Linked DNA regions of Gossypium hirsutum: region 2 is linked to region 1. Evidence: chromatin contacts called from public Hi-C data. All regions are on one chromosome and are shown on one strand. Each heading gives the region's core, a stretch centred on a gene start, on an enhancer-like site or on the middle of the called end of the contact. The rest is flanking DNA. Distances are from core to core; before and after follow the strand shown.

Region 1 (5,020 bases), core at 1,806-4,305:
TAAAAGATAGTGGACTTGCTCACTAAGCTAGGCTCGGCAAATGTAAGGAAATCGAACTGTATAAACAACTTATTTATGCTTTTTTATGTTACTATCATAGTGCCACCTTAAGTGGGCATTGCAAGTACCACTTCACTTCGCACTTCGTGTTTTCTTTGCAATTATCAGTTGTAGGTTCCAACACTAATCCTAGTCTTTCCTATAAAACTAGGACTTAACTAATAATTATGTTGTTTATTTTGACCTCTCGAACTTTTTAAATCCTCTTGTTGAAGCTGACTTAATTGGCTTTCCTATTTATCAAACCTTTTATAATTAATAAACTCTTTCATTTTATTGACAAAAAATCAATCTATTCATACTCCAAACTTGTCTAATTAAAACTCCTACAAGAAAGCCATTATTCCCCCTATGCTCTCTTAAATCTACAATCTTAAGAACATGTTAACGCAAGTCTTAATGAAATTATTATTATTATTAATAAAAAGAGTTTTATTCTTGCTTTCACAGTTCATATATTACGAGTTAAACTTTAAGGGGGTTTGGTGATTTGAGTATAAAATTATTTAGCACATATATATGTGGTGAGTAAAACTCGATTCGACTCGAAAAAATCGAAAAAGATTTTGAATTTCGAGTTAAACGAGTCAAGTTATTCGAGTCAACTTGAATTTTTTGTTCGAATTTCGAATTCGAATAACTCAAATAATTCGAATAAATCGAATAACAAACTATAATAATTTACATTATTATCCCAAACTCCTAAACCTCTTCACTTTCCTCCCAAAACTTTTACTCCCTCCCACTTTCCCCCCATAACTTTTGCTCTCCTCCCAACTTTAACCCAAACCCATTCCCCCCCCCCTTTTTTGAATATTTCCCTCCCAAAATTATTTTATTCCCTCAACCTCCAAAACTTTTTATTTCTCCCCTAAACTTTTACTTCTCACCCTTTACCCTCAAATAAAAAATTAAAATCATCCAAAAAAAATCCTAAACCTAAATAATAATAATTTTATTTATATCTACTATTTATATTATTAAATCAAATTTCACATTTTGTACTATTTATATTATTAAATTGTTTTATCATATTGAATCTTTATAATTTTTTGCTAAAATTGAATTATTGATGATGCCATAAAATATTTGTATTAAAATTTTATGTTGGTATCAATTTCACATTTTATCTTTAAGATGATTTTTATAAAAAAATCAATTTTTTTTCATTTACTCTCTATTTTTAATTTCAAAATACATATTGACAAGAATCAGAAGATAATTGAAGCAACTAAGCAATCAAAGAAGTTAATCCGTATATAAAAGATTAATAAACAAATTATAAGGGGATGAAAGTTAGTAACAAATTTGATTATAGTGGGTGACAGTGATTACAATGACCTAAAATATTTTTTTAATTTAACTCGAACAAATATATTCGATTCAATTTGATTCAATTTGATTCAAATTTCATCTCACTCGACTCGATTCGAGAAAATTTCAAATTGAGTTAGCATGATAACATATGATTTGTCAACTTGATTAAATCGAATTTTTTTCATTCAATTCAATTCGGTTCGTTCAAACGCTCACCCCTACATATATTACATTACTTTATTTTATTCATTTTATTAGAATGGGAGATATTTTTTGATTAATTAACAGAAAACATGTCTTACTAAATTGTCCTCATAGAATTTGTTTTTACTTTTTTTTTATTCTTTACTATACAATAGTTTAAGGTTATAGTGTTTTATTATGCTAACAAATGAAGTATTTTTCTAGTAAAATAATTTCATATATCATTTTCAAATCAAAGAAACTGAAAATGGGGAATAACAATAAATAGCTATGACTTTTCTTTTTATCAAAGTGAGGGGAAAATGAAAAAAATATTAGAACATATTATTTGTTATAGTTTAAAGGTAAAATTGATCAAAACTATAAAAATTAGTAAATTTATTATAAATTTAACGCTTTGAGCAAAATGAAATGGACAAAATATTAAATTTTTTTGAAGAATATATCAAAGAACCAGAAATGTTAATTCATTAATTATTATTATTTTGTTTTAGTTAAGTAAAATGAATCTAAATCATTAAAGAGTGTTAAAATTGTCAACAATCCCATATTACCATAAGAATATAAGATCATTTAAAAAAGATATGGTATTGAAATTGTTTCTTATATTTCGAAATCTTACACTAAAAACTATTTACTCAAACTAATCTTTGAAATCTAAGTGAGAATACTTGAACCAAAAGTCACCTAAAAGGATAATATGCAACACTCTTTTCTTGCAAACTTTTTTTTTTTTTGAAAAGAGAAAAAGAAAAAGAGTTTAGTTTCAGCAGCCAATAAGTGCTACAAATACTATTGCATGGTACCCTAGTCTTTTGGTTACATTTGCTTGGACGTTAAAGCCAATCTCCGCGGTCATTTCAAGCCATTTTGGGTACATAAGTTAAATTTTGTCCACCAATGATATTAACCCATGCCCACAAGTCTTTCTTTGAAACTTCGTCAAAAAGTCTTACTAAGTTCACTTCAAAAAGATGTTGGCATGTACTTCTACACCAATTTTTAAAGATAATTTTATTTATGTATAGCATAATTTATATATAGTATCATCTTCAATCGTTTAATTTTATGCTTCCTCTATGAATCAATTTAAAGTAGAAAACAAAAGCAGTAAATGAGTTGGGTGCAGCCAGTCCTAGAATATTCATGGTCACATGTTTAACAAAGGTATGATTGATTGGATTAATTGAAGCCACCAAGAAGATGGATTTTGTCTGTCAAAAGCAGTTAGGCATTCCTTGAAATTTAAGATGGAGCTGTACATTATTTATATAGATCACAAGAAACTTGTGGCATATGCATGCATACAAATATAAGGTCCCACCACCCACAAAACTTGAAATTTACTTCTTCCCAACACCATCTTTAATGTTCCAAAAGACTCGCAAGGATATTTTGTCCATTCCCATTCGCCAATATAGGCGTGCTATCATTCTTTCTTTAAAACCACTCATCTCCCCTAACGTATGTGTTGAATTTGAAAATACACTTCATATTAAACGGCTGTTATCCATATCTGAATGCAATAGTAATCATTCATCCCTTAACCAACATACACGGCACTTGTTTTTGAATTAAGCCTTTGGGAAGATGAATTTTGGAGCTTTGAAAGCCGCCGAATGTAAATATTATTATTAAATTTGATTCGGTTAGAATTTTCATTTTAAAATTAAATAATTAGAATTTTTAATTGATTTGAATAAATAGTTTCATTCGGGATTGAATTATATAACTCAAATAATTTGAAATAACTTATCATAATAAATAGTATTTTTTTGGGGGTGAAATAGATAGTTAAGAAAATATAGTTATGGCTGAAAATTGTGACATAATAATCAAACTTGATTTTGTTGAAAATATTTTAATTAATTATCAAGTCTGGTGAAGTTTTTCACTTAAAATTTGTTCGAGTTTTGTAAATTTTAGGCGCATAGAATTCATTTTAATTTAATTATTAAAAATTAAGTATACAATTTGTAATATATAATTTTATAAGCGTTGAATTATGTTTAATAAAAACAAATTTTTGAATGTAATATGTTGTTTTATAATAATAAAATATAATATTTGAAAATTGCTTATTCCATAATTTTAATCTTATAAAAATAATATTTTATATTCTATTATTTTAGATGGTTATGGATAAAAATAAACATAATAATTAGAATATTTCATTTTTCACAAAAGTAAATGATAAAAAGACCTCTCTTTCTCTCAATTTCAAATTTGAGCAAATTGGTTCTTCTAAAAATATCAGAGCAATTTAATCTCTTTTTATTTCGAAATTATGCAACTAAGGACAATTAATCATGGTGTTGATGTTTTCCATCCATTGTACATTGTTTTGATTGGTATAATAAAAAAAATTAGCCTATAAAGTTTACACATTCTGACAACTTTGTCCAAATTTAACGAATTTATCCTACAACATTTGTGTAAATGTGAAATTGTTGAGGTTGAATTTGTTGAATTTTTTATAATTAAGGCCAAAATGAAAAATATATAAACATTGAAGGCTAAATTTGTTATTATATCAATAAAATCATGTACAATTGATGGAAGACATTAACACCATGATTAATTTTTCTTAGTTGTTCACTTTCGAAATTTGCATGGATTTGGCATGGAATGGGATCTTGACAGATGAGTTTTGACCTTAGCAAGGACTTTATCAAGGCAACTCCTGTTGGGATCTATTGTGTTTAATGTAGTGACTTTGTATATGTGCTTGTAATTTTGTGAACAAATTGGTTTAATAAAATCCATCAGTATCATTAACATCTTTTGTATATTATCATCAACAGTTTTTCACTCAAAGCAAAGTGAAAGCAAATATCGACTCATTGATTATCCAACGTTTAGACTAATATTAAATAGCATTACATGGTTAGATCGTAATGCGGAAAGACTACTTACATTAGTAGATAATCTAAACAAATCCTTAGTCTAATTAGAACTGAGCAAATTGATTGAAAAACTAATATGTCATTTTGACATGAACCTTCATACGCATTGAAATTACGAATCATGATTTAATTTGGCCGATCATTTCTAAACAGGTAAGCTCTGGAAACATGATAAATATGAAAGAAAATAAACAAAAGAGTTTGGATATAACTTATTAATACAAAAACAATCTTAGAAACGAAGCTAAGTTATAGATCAACTAGACCTAGTTTCTATAAAGTTGTTTAAGTCTTAAAAGTTTGGAAAACAAAGAAGAACCGTGACCCACTATCTATAAACAAGATAGGAACCAACAGTATAAAGGTGATCGCCACACTTCAAAAATAGGTGAAAATGGATGTGATAAGGTCGAGATAATTTTGAACGCCATAAGAAAACAATCTTAATAAGTTCGGTTTTAGTTCTTGAAAAACAAAAAAGATTTAACTCAAATTATATAATTGATCATTCATTAGTTTTTTACAAAGCCAAT
Region 2 (5,020 bases), core at 996-3,495, 310 kb before region 1:
TGTGTTAAAGGTTTGGCCAAATGCAAAATGACTAGATGCAAGGTACATACCTTTATTGCACTTTAAATAACCTTATATGTAAATTTTGGTATGTTGTGTAATTTGATTTAAGACTCTATGAAGTATATTGGCAGGCTGTGGTCTTTGATTTGTTATTTTGGATTCTGTTCTATGTCTTTAATGCTTGCGGATAACCTTGGTGATGCATGAATAATGGTTTCAAATGTGTTAAAACAGTTTTGGCGTGTTATAGTTGTTGATAGGTTGATAAACAGTCAAAGGTGCTAAGGTTGAGTTAGATAAGAAAATTCCCCGCAGTCGGATTGTTCAGAAGATAGTTCGCCAGATGTTGTTTACATGTTTTTCTGCCAAATTTTTTTGCGGAGCAACATGCCATAGGAGTGTACGCCACATAAGAGTATGCCAATAGAGTGTTCATCATGTGTCAGTAAACAAGGCAGTTGGCGTAGTGTCTGTCCGTTAGGATTTCTCACATTTTTAACTTTCCGCCTTGTGTGTCATCCAACTCCATGCAGAGTAAAACTATTAGGCTAAGCATGGTGTGAACTTTATCGAATTGTTTTCCTATGTTATTGTGGATTAGTCGGTCTATTATTATATGTGTTGTGTGAATGTAACTATAAGGTAATGCAATTAGAGTCCTTAAACTACATGAAATGCTTTGAAAATTTTTATGACTTAGGTTTATTCTTTGAATTTTAGTATGGTAGCTTCAATTTCTTAAATTATCTATATATTTTGTGAAATTTTATGTTATCGTCATTAAACTTGGTTATGCGATTAAATAAGTTTTAAATGTCGTTTTTAAACTATAATTTTCACTAATGGTTTAAAATGGAATGTTCCAATCACCTGTTATTAATTTTATGATTTACGTGTTTTTTTTTGGCTAGTGATGTTTAAAGGCACGATTTTACTCTTGTTTTTAAATTGCTAAATTGTGATAGGCGATGCATAATTTAGGCTTGCATGTTCAGGATTAAGTGTTTAAAGCATGTTTGTTAGGTGTGATGGTTGGATATGTGGTGTGCTGGTTGACTGGTAATGAGAGTCATGCACGTGGATAATGTGGCATTCTAGATTCGGGTTAGTCTATTACGATCGGGTTTGAGGTACTACACATCAATCCTCGACCTTTTACGGCTGCTAACACCCACTTGCACCCTTGTGTCAAAATCATCAATGGCCTTTAGAGCCCTATCTATGACGCCGTCTACATTTATGTTGTTGGAAGTCCGAGAAGGAGTGAACGATTGAGTAGAACCTGCAAAAGAAAATTCAAGATCAGCCATACGAGGAACAAAATTTTTATCTAAGGGACTCGCCTGCAACCCTTGCAAAAGGGATGGACCAGGGGCATGCACGTAGCCTTCAATAAGAATAAAATAAGTTTGAAGGTTCCTCCTTCCTCTCGAACAAAATAGTGGCTAAGTCATTGGAAGCCTTGTAGGGCCACATTGTATCTAAAGGGCGTGCGACCCAAGAAATGGCCTCAAGAGTATTTATTGAAGGCTTGTAACCATTGGGGTTGTGATTATCTAAGTAGAAACAAAAAACGTTTCTAGTTGTAATAAGATTCTCCAGCATGAGAGAATGGCCCAATTTCAAGTGTTTGAACTAATCCTCCACAGCCTCATTATCCAACTGTTGCATGCAAGTACAGACATTCTCTAGAGGAATATACCAGTGGGTTAAGAACCCAAACCCACCCTTTAGCCTACACCTCACCCGAATGAATTTTTTTTGTTAAGGTGAAGGTTGGAAGCCCAGTTTTTTATTATGGGCACGTACCCTTGACGAGCATTAAAATGGTCCAACCCAACCGACGCTCCCCAAAAAGTTACCTTTAACTGGTATAATCACTAGAAAATGCCAAGAAGGGGTGGTTCACCTCTTAGGCTACAATCGATGAAATAGGCAACTAGGGTCCATCAAGAAAAGCCAGTGAGTTGCCAAAGTGTGAACCCATACTCATTAAGAATAGAGCAAAAGAAAGAATTAATGGGGAGATGAAACCTTGCCTCAAACAGATAAAGCAGAAGAAGGATGTTGTCGGAGGTGTCGCTCAGTCAACACTCGCCTTGAAAAAGGCTTCAGTTATAAGAGAAATTAGGAAGTTGAATTCCTCAGACGCTCAAGTAGCGAACCATTTCCCCTGTGATGTGGTATAATGAAAAGGGGCAGTTTCCACGAAGTATGTATCCCACAAGCACTGGGCCCAACCCCATCGCCTTCATTGTTACCACCACGTCCTTTCTTACTACCACTGCTGCGATGGTTGACCCCCTCGCGATGACTAAGTTTGATCCTAAGCATTTTGGGGATAACAAAAAGAAAGGAAGAAAAAAGGGAAAGCCTCGAGAAATTACCTGAAAAACTTACGAGAGGCGGTCAAGGAAAGAAGAAAAGTGAACACAGATGTGGGAAACGGAGAAGTACAAGTGAGAGGAAAACATAGAGTAACTTAATCGACAAGGAAGAGAGGGAGAATTTCAAGCAACTCACCTCTTAACTTCACGCCTTAGTTTAAATATCCAAACCTATAAAGGAAGTTTGGTTGAAATAAATCAGATGATTCAAATTCTGAAACTCTAAGGGTGACACTTGTAAAAGGGGAAAGGGTTTCTTCCTAAACCCAACAATAATTGGGAAAGTGGGAATGTTGGCTAGAGCAAAGCATTCATTAAGTATCTGCTAGAAGTAGTACACGCTCAAATAGACCAAGTTCCATGACTTTGACGCAATGTATGCTAATCGTGTTGGAAAAAATCTAGTTTGAAAATGATTTTCTTGTTCAGTGGAAAATTAAAATTTTACAAATTGACCTAGTTTATGATATTTATATTAATAAACATTAACTAAATTCATACATGTATTTTCGGATAAATGAATCCTTGATGTTTTCTGGTTTTCAACCAAATGATCGTCTCTACTGTTCTCATACCACGACTTGCTTCGAGTGTGTGCTCAAACCAATTGAATCAAAACACAAAACTAGAAAAAAATTTACTTATGGTGTGAAAACAAAAATTTTCTCTTCTTTAATAGAAACCAGAAAAATTATTATTCTGGAAAATATATTTATAAGTTTAGAATAATTTCTCTTAATTTTTCAATAGAATAACAATCTCTTAAAAGTTGTGTTAATAGCTCTACCAGTGTCATGTATTTATAGGAAGAGAAGATAGAACCCTTGTAGAGTTGTAGATGTTTGTTTAAATAGGAAACAACATCCTACTTAGAATAGGAGAAGGGTGAATGACTCACCCTTGTATTTCTACTAAGGTTGTTGCCTCATTCATTTTATATGAGGGGTTTTGGGCCTCTCTCACTTTGAGTCCAATTGTGAGTACTTCTTAGGCCATTTTGACCTAGTACTCTGTAATATAATCCAATCCGATTTAGTTTTTCTATTTTCCAAAATAAAATTTAATATATACATATTAAATAATTTTCTCACCTTAATTTTTTACCAGTAAATTTTAACAATTTTACCCCCGATAAAATTTTGACAATTTTGCCCCTGCTAAAATTTTGACAAAATTCATTCAATATGTCACAACTCAACATGTTCACTATGACCAAATGATTTATTTGCATTTTCAGGCTTCAAAACAATCCAAAAACATAAACTCATTCTTCCATCATTTTTTAAGTAATCCTATATAGGATTGCAAATTTCCATTTTCATTTTCATTTTCATTAAAATTTCAATTTTTGGAAACCTACATTCATTTTCAAATTTCATTCTATTTTAGAGAAAATCATAATCCTTCCTGAATGTTTCCCAATTCTCTTTTCTATTCATTTCATTCATTTCTATTCAAACACGCAATTCATTTCTGGTTTTAACGAGCTAACAAAGAGACTAATTGAACATATGTGGTTGAGGCTCAAATGATTTATAATTAAGTTCTAGCTTTTTCCCTATTAGACTAACTGTACCATCCCAGCATGGCAACTTTATTGTCACAATATATTGTCTAGGCCTGATAAACTCATTCAGTCATGAAGTCATTTCACTATAGTATCGTCACTAAGCTCTCCTCAATGACTAACCATTACGAAAACAACTACTCAGTGCTCATCCAATGACCTTGTCATTAGTGTGTTACCCTCATAGGATATCCTTGATCTCTTTGGGATAGTATCTATTCTCCCAATATGATCCTACTTTTTCTCATGGTAACCATTACATCTTTTTTCATAAAAAGTCAATCACTATCAAATAGTGATCAAGTAATCCATCACAAAGACAGATGACCCGTGGCCATATTTACTTTTCATCAACCATGTAATTCCAATAAGAGGATATTATCCCATGTTTCGGTCTATGAATTTCACTATTGTGAATGACGATACATACTACAGAAGTTGTACACCAAACACACCAACTTTCAGTTCCTTATTTATTTGAACTCAGTCTTTTACTTACATCAAAGTGTACGAGTCACGCATACGTAGTCTGTCATCTACTCAGGATTTAGGTATGTCACACTATGAATATCACAAAAGAATAAATCCATAAACGGATTAAGTATCTATTCTTCTTTTGTCCTATCTAATGTACTGTCTGTCTAGTCAGTCACATCTACGTATCTATCTTCTGGGAGTCATCCGCTCCGATGCTTAAGACAATGCATCTCCCCAATTAGACTTGATAGATGAAATATTAGTCTTTACCATTCTTATAGTTATTTATGTTCAGTTTGTTTTCAGTGAGTATGTTCAATAAGGGAGCCGGTACCATTTTCAAACTGAAAATAAAACATTCATTTATTAATATCTCTGTATTAATAAAATATTTGAAAGTGTTTTGCAATATTACGATATGCATTAAGATGATACATGCGTCTTACATTAAATCTTGAAAACATTTGTAAGCCGTTGCAACGATAATTCCCAAACCCACTGAATCAAGCCACCGTGGGGTGATCATAATCAACTAATAAGAACATGGATTTCCATCCAATTATTACATGAACCTAATTTTTGTAGG

Evidence for each region. Hi-C and Micro-C count contacts between places; a contact is called where the count stands out from the background.
Region 2: a Hi-C map of petal shows a contact between it and region 1, with 2.5 times the contacts expected there. The contact joins two enhancer-like sites. A contact is called at or near these places in 3 of 34 Hi-C or Micro-C datasets (callus, leaf and petal).

Annotation. Positions count from the first base shown.
Region 1 is chrD07:36,645,401-36,650,420 of Gossypium_hirsutum_v2.1, reverse strand. No RefSeq gene overlaps it. Among protein-coding and RNA genes, the nearest start is that of LOC121219069, 24 kb to the right of the region's middle. Within about 2 kb of position 3,055, at least 3 of the 9 cell types and tissues checked have an H3K27ac peak or open chromatin away from gene starts, as enhancers often do. A contact at or near this core is called in leaf, where this site is marked.
Region 2 is chrD07:36,959,451-36,964,470 of Gossypium_hirsutum_v2.1, reverse strand. No RefSeq gene overlaps it. Among protein-coding and RNA genes, the nearest start is that of LOC107954704, 43 kb to the left of the region's middle. Within about 2 kb of position 2,245, at least 9 of the 9 cell types and tissues checked have an H3K27ac peak or open chromatin away from gene starts, as enhancers often do. A contact at or near this core is called in leaf, where this site is marked.